Linked DNA regions of Mus musculus: region 2 is linked to region 1. A link is a contact called in public HiChIP or PLAC-seq data. All regions are on one chromosome and are shown on one strand. The core of a region is the stretch at or near the end of the contact, and the rest is flanking DNA. Distances in the headings are between cores, read along the strand shown. Region 1 overlaps Rbm19 (RNA binding motif protein 19). Region 2 has its middle 23 kb from the start of Gm31976.

Region 1 (6,037 bases), core at 422-2,921:
GATTAAGATACTGGCCTCAGTTGCTCTCTGGAAAAAGCCATTTTGGGAGGACAGTGAATGTGACATACAGAACACAGGCCATGGTCTGTTAGTACAGGATGCAGTCTCGGCTTAGGGCCCAGGCAAGTGACGAGAGTCAAAGACAGCCTGGCTGGGACAGGGGTAGGTTGTCTTTAACTTCAGGGCTCTCCTTCCCTGGCCGTGACGGCACACAGGAGCCTGATGCAGGAGCCTGGGTTTCGTCAGGCTCATTCTGCTCGTGGTTTGAAAGGTGGTCCATCAGTTTAAATTCTTTTTTCCCCAACCTTTTTGTTTTATGTATGAGCATGTAACTTCCACTCACGAACTGTGTGCATGCAGTGCCTCCAGAGGCCAGAGGAGGGCATGAGATCACCTGCAACTGGAGTGACCACTGAGCTGCCATTTGGGTGCTGGGAATGAACCCGGGTCCCCTGGAAGAGCACCCAGTGCTTTTAACCACTGAGGCAGCCATGTCTCCTCCCTCTGTATGTGAACTCTTACAGTCTGATCCACACAGGCCTCAGGCTGACCACCCCATATGTGCATAGAAGAGCATTTTCACTTGGGTGGCCCTGTATTGAGTCTCAAGTTAAAGGAGACATTTCTGTGATCCCATGAGGGGGCACTGGATCATGAGGCACCCCAAGGCACGCGTTCTCAGAGCATGAGGTGGGGCGTTTAACCTTTCTGTGCCATTCGCCGAGGTTCAGCTGGGATTTTGGAGAACACAGGGGCCTTGAGTGCCCCTCCACCCCGCCCCCCCCCCCCACCGTGGCCTGCTGAGGCTCTGCCTGGGGAGGAGCCATGTCAGGAGCGCTCAGCCTCTGCTTGTCACTGTCTCGGGTGATGTCTCTGGTAGAATGACCTGTCTGCGTCTTGCAAGGCTACATGACAAGTGCTAAGTTAGAGAGGGAATTATCTTTGTGAGGCTTGCGTCTCTCCTCTTGCTGGGAGGTTAAGAGATGGGATGCTGCTTGGGGAATCGGCTTCAAAACCCATCCCTTTTCTCCCTGTTCTTCCCCATCCCCTGGGGTGGGGGTGTTCACCGCTGCAGTCAGCTCAATCAGTGCTGCATGCTGTCCCCTCTGATGTCTGAGCTCCGGTGCCTAGTGATACGGGTCACAGTCTGGGACAAGGGGCGCTTTTTTCTTTTTCTTTTCTTTTTTCCCCACATACCAGCATCCGGCACAACAGTCAAAAAGAGAGGGAGAGTGTTAGCTCCCGGCTCGCCTGTGGTGCCTCTGCCTCTTTTTTTTTTTTTTTTTTTTTTTTTTTAAAGAGTCCCAATCTCACAGCTGCCGCTTCAAAAGGAGTTGCTAAGAACCGTGCGTGTTGATCAGGAACCACATCCCTCCAAGATGACAGTGTCGCCCGGATCCACGGTGTATCAGGGATGACATTTATCCAGGGAAACAATAGACTGCAAGGCAGGGGAAGGTGCTTTGTTTGATCTGTGTATTATACTTCCTCTTTAGCAGACAGGGAATTAGTGTCTGCGGAATGTACTTACACTCGGCGTCTCTTCCCCTCCGCCATTGTTCTGACTGAGCGGTCCTAAACCCCTGAAGCTGGAACTGTCCTGGACAGGCACTGCCTCGCTTTTGTTAGCTTCCCAGTGGATAGATAGAGAGCTGGGGCCGATTGCAGTGGTGGACAGCAGGGGTCACTGTGAGACTTTCCCAGGGATGCGAGGCCCGTGCCTCAGCTCTGATTCTACACAAAGCCACCCACCGGCCAGCGGAAGGTCACTGACTGAGGGGAAGGAAGGCTTCAGGGTTTGGGAGAACTGGTTGACCTACTGTGTCAGGCAGGATTGGGGGCGCTTCTCATGGTAGATACACCCGGAGTCACAACCCACGTTCCTGGTATGTGCCTGTGTGCTGGGCTCTGTGCCTGGTGCCTGCCATGCTGGCTGGCTTGGAACTCGCAGCCCTGGGCATGGGAGGGCTTCTGCTGTGGCCAAAGTGAACTTGAAGCTGGCCAAAGTGAACTCGAGGCACAGCCTGCTCAAGACTGCACATCTAAGCTGGCCATGTGGCTTTCAGGGCTCTGACCAGAGCTTGGTCTTGTATATCTGTTTTCCTCCCATGTTTATAAAAGGACTTGTCATCCCCAGGTTGTCTTGGTGAGGACATCGGTGAATGTGTGTTTGTATGAAGCACTGTGCTAGGACCCCAGGGAAGGCACCTGTGTCCGGAGTATCCTCTCTTCTGCCGCTGTCTGTAGAGGGCCAGGGAAGAGAGAGGCTGTGAGGCTCTGTGAGGGGGCAGTCGCAGTGGCTGGTGACTGTGGTTCAGCATCACCCAAACTGTAGGAGCACTACCTGTGTCTTTACCCACAGTGCAGAATCCCAGAGGTTCTTAGTGGCTTCTCTCATCATCTCCCATCAGCCCCAAGGATGCTTGGAGGACCCGCCTGCCCAGGCCCCTCTACCCTGTGGAAGGACCAGCAGGGCTGCTCAGAGTGTCTGTGCACCGTGTGTGTGTACACACTGCAGCTCAGGCTGTGTAGCTGCAGCCATGGGCACAAGCCCCAAGGGCCCCCCCCCCATTGCCTTCCTTGGGACGGCCTTACCCAGAGTCTCTAATTTCAGGAAAGGCAGTGTCCATTCTGAAAGCTGATGCTTGGTTTTCACAGGGGGCAGGGAGGAAGGTTAGGATGTTTGGAAGCCAGCCCACCCAGCCTTGCTCAGTTTTCTCCTCTGTTGGTGTGGAACTGTAACTTGACTCCTGCTACCTCCCTGTTCCTGCCTGGGGGAGGAATGGACAGACAGACAGGAGGGAGGGAGGGTCACTAGCATCATTCTCAGTCTGGCGGGCACAGTTTAGGCTGTGCCGTCCAGTGGTTTCTTTCCCCCCAAGTGACTGTAGCATCTTTGGGGCCTCTCCTTCCTCACTTTGGGGTGGAGACAGGGAGCTTGCCAAGCCATAGGCTCCCCTTTGGTCCCTGTGGACTCAGCTTGGAATTTTGGAAGCCTAGTGTCAGGAGTCCAAGGTGGGAAAGAGAAGGCCTGAGTGGCAGGCAGGGAGGATGCACAGCCACGGCCTCTTACAGCCCTCCGCAGATCCCCTGGGCAGTTTCTGCTCACACGTTTTCATTCTCGAGGTATAGAAAAAGCACTGTCCCTTCGCTGTCTGGTTAGGGTGCTCTTGTTCCGCTCCCCATCTCTGCCCCTCACCTACAGGTCCTTTACTTTGCCTTCCTCGCCATGGGGTGCAGGCCATCTGTGTGAGGGCAGATTAGCTTCTTCCTTGCCTGTACCTGAGAGGATGAGGAACACGCCTGAGCTGTCCCAGGCCTACAAGCTATGTGCCTCCTTCCTCAAAAGACACCACACTGATGCTACAGAGGATAGCTAACAGTACATATAATAGAAACAGCCTATTCCTAGGTGGCCTGAGTGTTTTCCCTGGTCCCCAGCCAGTGACCGGGGAGTCTAGGTGCATGGCTGTTCTGTGGGAAGGCCTGCTGGACAGTGGTGGCACATGCCTTTAAGAAAGGAAGGAAGGAAAGGAAGGAAGGAAGGAAGGAAGGAAGGAAAAAAGGGAAGGCCCTTACTGTTGGCTCCTTGTCTGTCCCAGACCATCCCTCTGCCTCAGTCTCCTCTGTAAAGTATTCCCTACTGTTGCCCACCTTCCCAGAATGCAGAGCCCTTGGGATGTGAAAATTGCCCCACAGAGGCAGGGCCTGTGTCCCTGGAGCTCCAGAGGCCCTGTGGTCCCTCCTAAGACTGGCTGTTGCAGATTGTCATTGTCGCCTGGCTCACCACAGCCTGCGGTACCATTGACAAACTCTAGGCCATGCGTGGCCCAGATATGGTTCATATGGGCTGGCAGGCAGTGGTGAGCTAGCTCCTGAAGTGAGCTGCCTACAGCCTTGGATCTGAAGATAGGAAAACTCATCAGCCTGAGTCCCACACAGCTCTGCCAGCTGCCACTGGTTATGTAGTACTCACCAGAGAAGCTCCCTGCGCGGCTGGCCGCTTGCTCGCACCCCACCCCACCCACAGGCAGGAGAGGTTGAGCTTCTCCTGGATTTGAGACTCTGTAGCCCCTCCAGCTTCCTCTCCCTCCTTCCCATTCTCCCTGCGAGCTCCCCAAGTGGAGATACGCATGTGCCCACGTGATTATCTACTTACTGAACAAAACCCCACTCTGGACTGTAAGGTCCAATATCACCAGAGTCATACAGTGTGCACGGGAGCCTGGTGCCCAGTGGATACGCAGAAGATGCTCACAGAGTATGCGACCCACATATGCAGCCCTACTGGGCAGAGCCTTACCCTAAAATGCTGATGAAGTCCAAGTTGGGAGGCACAGAGAGGGTAAGCAGTTTGCCTAGGGTCACACAGCTCTGTGGTGCTGTAGTTAGCTCCCATTGTAGAGCCCACCATCCTCCTGGGACTGTCCCCGAAGGGTGGGGATATCCACTGCCTCTCAGATTGGCCAGGCTCTGGCTCCAGATAGAACACTGGTTTTTTTTGTTTTTTGTTTTGTTTTGTTTTGTTTTGTTTTGTTTTTTCTTTTCTTTTCCTGCAATTTCCTCCTCAGAGGTGTGAGCCACCTGCAAGGGTGTGAATGGGCAATTCACACCAGGCATCCAGAGTCCTTAATTACAGGCCTGGGTCTCCTGTGCCCAGCACACCTGTTGTGCTGACTTTGTGGACAGCTCAGTCTGTCCCTGTCCCTGTTCCTGTCCCTGTCGGCAGGCAGTGCCCTTCCTCTCCTGCCCGGGACTCGGGGCCCTGCTGCTCTCTGTCCTGGTTCCTGGCAGTATTTTCTAGAAGCTTCAAGCTCTTTGAACTGCTCTGCACAGAGAGAGTGGGATAAAGGGAGGGGGGGCTCATGTTCCCCTGGCTCTCTGGAAAGATGGATGTCATGCCTTGGGCCAGTAATGTCCCCTACCTCCCAGCTGAACCTACCTGTGCTCAGCTATACTTGACAGTGTAGGCTATATGCTCCTTGTGACATGGGCCCCAAGGCTCCATCTGTCTGTCTGTCTGCCTGTCTGTCTTTGATATCATCTCAGAGATCCAGTATCAGCATGGGATCGTGGGCTCCAGGTGGACGTGTTTCAATCTCAGAATGGCAAAGGTTTCTGAAGACAGACATTTAACCCAGTGTCATGCTTAAGTGGGCAGAGGTAAACAGATGCAGAGGTTTGTGTGCGTCTCATGCTTGAGTGCCCACACATCCACACCTTAGCCAACGCCCCACACAAAACATAGATGTCCCCACGATTCCTGGTCCTGCCACCGTCCCGCGAGAGTGGCCCCTCCCCTCAGTTCTGTGCCTCTGACAGCATAGTGTGTGCTCTCAGTGAGGCCCCATGTCCCACGCCTGCCTGTGGAAGTCCCATGCTGCCCCGAGGTACAGCCATGCCGTCTGCCTGAGCCACAGCTTGCCTGCCCATTGCTGGGTCTCACTGTCAGGAGGCGGTGCTGTGACGCCTCACCCACCTTTTCTACCCAGTCTCATTTGTGGGACTCTTACTAAGTCTCCCTATGATGGCTAGTAGTTGTCTGATCTATACCTGTGTGGGGGATGGTGTGGGTGTACGTGTGTGCACATGTGTCTTTGTGGGAGGCCATTTGCCCACAGAGACCAGAAAGGCCTGGAGTTACAGGAGGTTGTGAGCTGCCATGTCAGTGTTAGCAACTGAAGCCCATCTCTATGAGAGCAGCAAGTTCTCAGCCGCTGAGCGCCCCCAGCCCCAGTTGTCTGATCTGTAAACCAACTTCCCTTATTAACGTTCTAATTGTCTCTGTCATTCTGTGTATTCTGGAACTGTATCCCAGGTTCCATGACCGCAGCGTCTCCCTGGTCCTGTGGCAGCTTAGTGCCCACTCGCGCATGACGTGTCACTCAGCGGCCTTCCCTGGAGTCTGCCCCTCCCTGGCTTCCTGAATTGGGCACAGTCCCTCTGGAATCCATTGTTGTGCCTGGCTGAGGTAGGGGCTTCATTGAATTAGCTCACCCAGCTGATAGCAATGCCCTGTCATCTGGCTACACTCCTA
Region 2 (6,070 bases), core at 2,606-5,105, 260 kb after region 1:
CTCAAGTCTGACAGGACTGCAGAAAAGAGGAAAATGAAATATTTATAACTTCTTAAGGGACAAGGGCCTTCCCCAAGGTGAGAGCTTCAGGTCCAATCACATTATAGCTCCCGTGACAGCAAAGCCTCCTGACTCGGGCTGACATCTCAGGGCAGAGGTCCAACAGAGCTGCAGATCTGAGAGACAGCCCTGACCTGAACCTGGTTGTTGACATCACTCAGCTGCTGTGTGACTCGGGGCAAATCAATTACCCTCTCTGAGACTCGGCTGCTCTGTAAAATGGGACGGTGAGATTGCCCACAAAGCTCTCGAGAAGATGAAGTAGGATGAACTTGTGTGAGGGCCCCTGCGGTGTGAATGTGATGTGTGTAGGAAGCTTGTGACAGGTATTTTCTGGGGTTGATCTCAGTAAGTAAGTAGGACTAACCATGGGAAGGGCATACCAAGCCGGAGGGATCAGTGTAGGCAAAGGCCTCAGGGAGGAAGGGCCGAGGTGCAAAGCATGAAGGGAAGGTCAGAGCCAATGTGACTTTGCTCCTATCTCATCTCTGCAGACTGAGATCCGGCCCTCGGGAAGGAGGCTGGAAGCCAGGACTGGGCCTAATTGTGCTGCCAGGAAGTGAGAGAATCCTGGGAGATCTCAGGAGTTGGGTTTTTCTACTCCTGGGGTGGGGAAGATTCATCCCCACTCCTAAAGGAATGGGTCTACACAGCCAAATAAGGCTCGGCGCTGTGTGTTAGCCTATTACCCACCTACCTTTCTTCCTGTACCAGACAGCTCTCCGCTATGATCATGCTGTGTAACAAATAACCACGGAGGGACCGGCAAGATGGCTCAGTCAGAAAAGGTGTTTGCCACCGAGGCTGATGACCTGAGTTCAATACCCAAAACCTACATGGTAGAAGCAGAGAGCCAACTGCAGCAAGTTGTTCTTTGGCTTCCAGTCATTCGGTATAGCAAGAGTGTTCCCCTATATATACCCGAACCCGAACCCACACACGCATGCGCGCACACACATACATACATGCACATGCAAAAATAAATCCATAAATAAATGTTTAAAAGTGATTAAAGTGAGTCTGCTGTCTCTGAAGCTTATAGCACCCACCATGCATTTCGACCCCCGTCACTCCATGCATGGGCAATGATTCTGCTGTGATTTTAATCATCCAGGATGCCCAGATGTGTAGCTTGGACCCAGAGTTTCTGAAAGGCACAGGTGTCACAGGCTAAAAGGACAGTTTGTCATGAAGTATCATAAACATGCAAGAGCTTATACTTTCTCCCCAGCTCACTACACACACACACACACACACACACACACACACACACATACACACACACACACACACACACACACACACACACACACACTAAAGCCTCTGCTTCTGCCTATGGAATATCCTTTAACACACTAGTGGCCAAAAGGAATCTAAAGATCAAATTCACCACCACCCTGCCCACACAGGACACATGGAAAAGACCAAGAAGCACAATTCTATAATAAAGGAAAAAGAGATACAGACTATAGCATCCCCAAAACTTCATATAAACATGGAAGAATAGAGGAATAGATAATAGGTAGGTGGGTGGATGCTGAAGAGTTGATAGATAAGTAGATAGATAGATAGATAGATAGATAGATAGATAGATAGATAGATTGAGTGAGTCCTAGTTAAGGTTTTCATTGCTGTGAAGAGACACCATGACCAAGGCAACTCTTTTAAAGGACATTTCATTGGAGATGGCTTAGGTTCAGTCCATTATCATCAAGGTAGGAAGCATTTCAGTCATGGTGCAAGAGAAGGAGCTGAGAGTTCTACATCTTGTTCTGAAGGCAAAGTGAAGACTAGCTTCCAGGCAGCAAGCAGAAGGGTCTCAAACCCACCCTCACAGTGACACACCTACTCCAACAAGGCCACACCTCCTAATAGTGCCACTCCCTGGACCAAGCATATTCAAACCACTACAGATAGATGGGTAGATAGATAGATAGATAGATAGATAGATAGATAGATACATACATACATACATACATACATACATACATACATAATACACACACACATACATACACACATACACATACATGCATACATACATACATACATACACAGCTAGATGTATACATTCATACATGCATACATAGATGCATACATACATACATAATGCACACATATATACATGCATGCATATATAGATAAATACATATATATATCATGCATACATAGATAGATGCATACATAGATACATACATGCATACATACATAGATATGTACAAACATACATAGATACATACAATATACATACATGCATACATACATATGTACATACATACAAACATACATAGACAGAGGGTAGATGAATGGAGGGACAAATAGATGGATAGGTGGATAGAGAATTGAGTAGATGTATAAATGGATATAGATAATAGGTACAAAGATCGATATTTGATAGTTATGTATATAGAAGCAGGCATATAAATGATCTTTGAATAGGTAGTTGGTAGATAGTAGCCTATGTCCTCTGAGAAGCCATAAGGGGGTGTGTCTCTAGCATCAAGATGGAGTGCACAGCCGCGTGCCTTGGTTTCTTCTCCTAGTCTCCTGACAATGGACCATGAGTTGCCAACATGAGCCTCATTGCTGGAAACAATTCCATGTGTTCTCCGTGTGTGCTTGTCTGCAGGCACTCCAGAACTGAGCAAGCCTGTCTGAACACCTTTACAACTCTGCCAATACTTAGAGCCATGAAGTGTGGGCTTCCAACTCCTTGGATTGGCTGTCCCCTGAGCCTGCACCTATGCCAATCCTAGATAGCCCTCACTCTTTATACCATAGTACATTTTTGTTACCATTTCCATATGTGTTTCTCAGACAGCTAATGAGTCTCTTCTCATGCTCTCTTGTCTAGAGCTCACAACGTTCTGTCAAAGTTGTGAGTAGAACAGCTCCTCTCATTTTATGTTTTGTTTTGGGTTTTGTGGGCTTGTCTGCTTGTCTGTCTGTCTGTCTGTTTGTCAAGACAGGGTTTCTCCATGTAGCCTTGGCTGTCTATACACCAGGTTGGCCTTGAACTGCCTATGCCCCACCGAGTGCTAGGATTATATGCCACTACCGTCTAGCTAGTTTCTCTTTTCTTCTAGAACAGTTTGTATGATAGAATAATCCCTTGCCTCTCATTATCTTGTGCAGAATTCACCTGTACATCCATCTGAACCAGGTGCCTTTTTGAGGTGGGGTGAGGTGTAATTGCACGGAAAGTTACTCTCTGAGGACATTCGACTAGCTTTGGTACACCTATCAGAAACAACCGGAAGAGTTGATGCTTCCAGATTGGCAGAGAAAGAACAAAATTGGGTGGTCACAGAGCGTCAGGGTGCAGAAAGCCCACCAGGGTGTGATTTCAATACAGACATCAGTCACACACCACACGTAGTTCAGGTGACAAGGATTAGGAGAAACATGTGTTCTGCATGGCCACCTGCCTGGGGACTTTGGGTTTGGTTTTTGTTTTTCCTGACAGGGTATCACTATGTAGCCCTGGTTACCCAGGGCTGGCCTCAAACTCTGATATACAACTGCCTCTGCCTTCTGTGACTTGGGACTAAACGCATATACCACATGTTCTGTTTGTGAGCCTGCAGGTGCTTGGTGTTGGTGCATCAATGCTATCCTACACTGTGCCCAAGGTTTCCCTGGGCTTAGGCTGTGCTTCATATGTGAATGTTTCTGCGTGTCCACCAATACACACACCTACCACTCCCACCCACCAGGACCCGCCAGCACAGCTGTGCACAGCGCCCGCGCGCGTGCACACACGCGCAGAACTGTCTATTTATCATTTATATTATGTGAACGTCACACCACCTCGTGCCTGTGTGTCTGTGGTGACATTGGTGAGGACGGGGTCTGGGGTGTCTCTTGGGGGGTGTATCACCTATGTGGAGTGTCTCATTATGTGGATCTGTTTGTTAAACAAAACCGCGCATATGTGCACACATGTGTGCATCTGTGTGTGTGTGTGTGTGTGTGTGTGTGTGTGTGTGTGTGTGTGTGTGTGTAGGGCTGTTCCCACCCCGTCTGGCTCCACAGACACCCCACATTGCTTCTGCCTGTTGGCGTCTGTCCCCTGCACCCACGCAGCCTCCCCTGTTCCCCCCTCCCCAGTCTGTTTGCAAAGACACCGGCACAATGGGGCCTCGCGTGTGGACGTGCGCGCCTTCCTTTTATTTTGCCCACTGTTCTGTGACAGCAGCAGGCTCCCAGCTACCTCCTCTTCCACAGCGGCGCTCCTTTGGGGATATCAAGGGCAAGCCAGAGAAGGGTTACCTGGAGAAAAGGGTTGCTAGGCAACCAAACACCCACCACCCCGGAGCACCACCAACCCAAAACTCCGTTCCAGGCCTGCAACCAGATTAGCATATTAATGAGGCTGTAATTTCCCCCGAATTGTCTGCGCGGCGCACACTCACCTCACCGCACACTGGCCCAGGAGTTTGCTATGCAAATAAACCGGTTTTACAGACTGCGACTTAATTAATCCATCAAGTCCATCCACCTCACAGGAAAGACAGACGAACTACAGATTAATGAACCCGTGTTTGCCTACCCTTCTCCCCCTGCTACAGCAAGCTGCCTCTCGCCTTTTCCTCTCTACAGTCCATCTTTCTTCCTTTCTCTCCCCCGTGGGGGGACCACGGGCCCACCTGGAGTCCCCCCCTTCCTCCCTCCATCCCAGCCTTCCTTGCACCCCCAGCCTCATTCGCTGACCCCTGCCTAGAACCGGAAAGTCCCCGTGTCCAGCCTAGCCTCAGGGTTTTTCCAAAGCATCGGTCCCCTCTCTACCCCAGGCTGCCGGAGGAGCAGAGCCCTGGAAATGGAACGCTGTCTCTTTAACGAGAGGAGCGCGCAGGTTTTATTTTTGACTCATAGTTTAGCCTCGGCCCTGATATTCAATCAGCTGAATACAGAGTCGAGAAGAAGAGAGCGCGTTCTCCCCGCCTGCGTGTTAATTAGAAACGCCAGTCCTGGCTGCCGCCCACACTAATCAACTTTGTCCACATCTTGATGGAAGACACACACCCAGGAGGGATCCTGGGACTCTTGGGGGACCCAGTAAGCTGAGCACAGGATGCAGGAGACCCCTCTGGAGGAGGATGCTTTGAACATTGGACCCATTCTGCCTTCATCTCTTTTTCTGTCTTCCTGGTTCGCTTCTCCCTGAGGGCGGTGCCACTGCCTCCAGGAAGCCTTCTCAGATTGGCAGGGTTATAAATCTAAAGACATGCCCCACCTTAGAATATCTCCTCTCCACCACTGCCTCCCACACCCCCAGCAAACACACACAAGGAAAAAAGTTCACCACTGGCTTCTCCAGCCTTTCAGACAGGAGGGTCAGTGACTTCCTGTCCCCTCCCAGACTTCCCTGCCCCCTGTTCTAGCCCCACTACCCCTGTCTGGGTTTCTGTGCACATATCACACCTCCTCCACCCACCCATCCCCGTCCCCTCACCTCCATCACACATGCGCACGCATGCACACACGCATCACCTACTGTCTTATTTCCTTCCTGCCAGCTAGCTTCTCCTCTGCTTGAGAGCCAGGAAGAGCTCCCTGCGACCTGCACCAACCAACCTCCCACAGGTGTCTCTAGCAACCTATGTAGGCCTGTGGCTTTGACAGTGAATCTAAAACCGCCTCCAAATATTCTGCTTCCAGAGCCAGGGGTACCAGGCCCCCAGCTTTTGCCTCCTCTTAATTCTGACCACTTGGCCTGAAGCTTGGCCCAGCCTTGTCTTCTCCTGGATGGAGCTCCTTGATACAGCTCACCCTGAACTCCTTCTGCGGGACTCACCAAAGATGAGCCATCCCATCCTGTCCCTGTCCCGGTGGTCCTCAGATCTCCCTGTCTGTGGGCAAGGGACACCAGCAGACAGACCCCACAGTGCTGTGTGGCTATGAAGGCTCCAGCAGGGACTTCATCTTTTTCGTTTCCTCCGAGCAGGGGTCCCAACCTAGAAATACGTTAAGCAAATGCTCTTCCACTGTGCTTCCTCCCTAACCCAGG

The links. HiChIP or PLAC-seq counts read pairs in DNA pulled down with a chosen protein or histone mark.
Region 2: a contact with region 1 is called in an H3K4me3 HiChIP or PLAC-seq map of embryonic forebrain, with 5 times the contacts expected there. The contact joins two enhancer-like sites. A contact is called at or near these places in 1 of 15 datasets of contacts at CTCF or cohesin (the NIH/3T3 cell line), 7 of 115 datasets of contacts at active chromatin or transcription factors (craniofacial prominence, embryonic basal ganglia, embryonic forebrain and 4 more) and 1 of 9 other capture datasets (embryonic trunk).

The regions. Positions count from the first base shown.
Region 1 is chr5:120,144,505-120,150,541 of GRCm38.p6, forward strand. The region is part of intron 21 of Rbm19 (RNA binding motif protein 19); the gene reads left to right. Among named protein-coding and RNA genes, the nearest start is that of Gm10390, 8.3 kb to the left of the region's middle. Within about 2 kb of position 1,672, at least 24 of the 459 cell types and tissues checked have an H3K27ac peak or open chromatin away from gene starts, as enhancers often do. A contact at or near this core is called in embryonic forebrain, where this site is marked.
Region 2 is chr5:120,405,291-120,411,360 of GRCm38.p6, forward strand. No RefSeq gene overlaps it. Among named protein-coding and RNA genes, the nearest start is that of Gm31976, 23 kb to the right of the region's middle. Within about 2 kb of position 3,856, at least 44 of the 459 cell types and tissues checked have an H3K27ac peak or open chromatin away from gene starts, as enhancers often do. A contact at or near this core is called in embryonic forebrain, where this site is marked.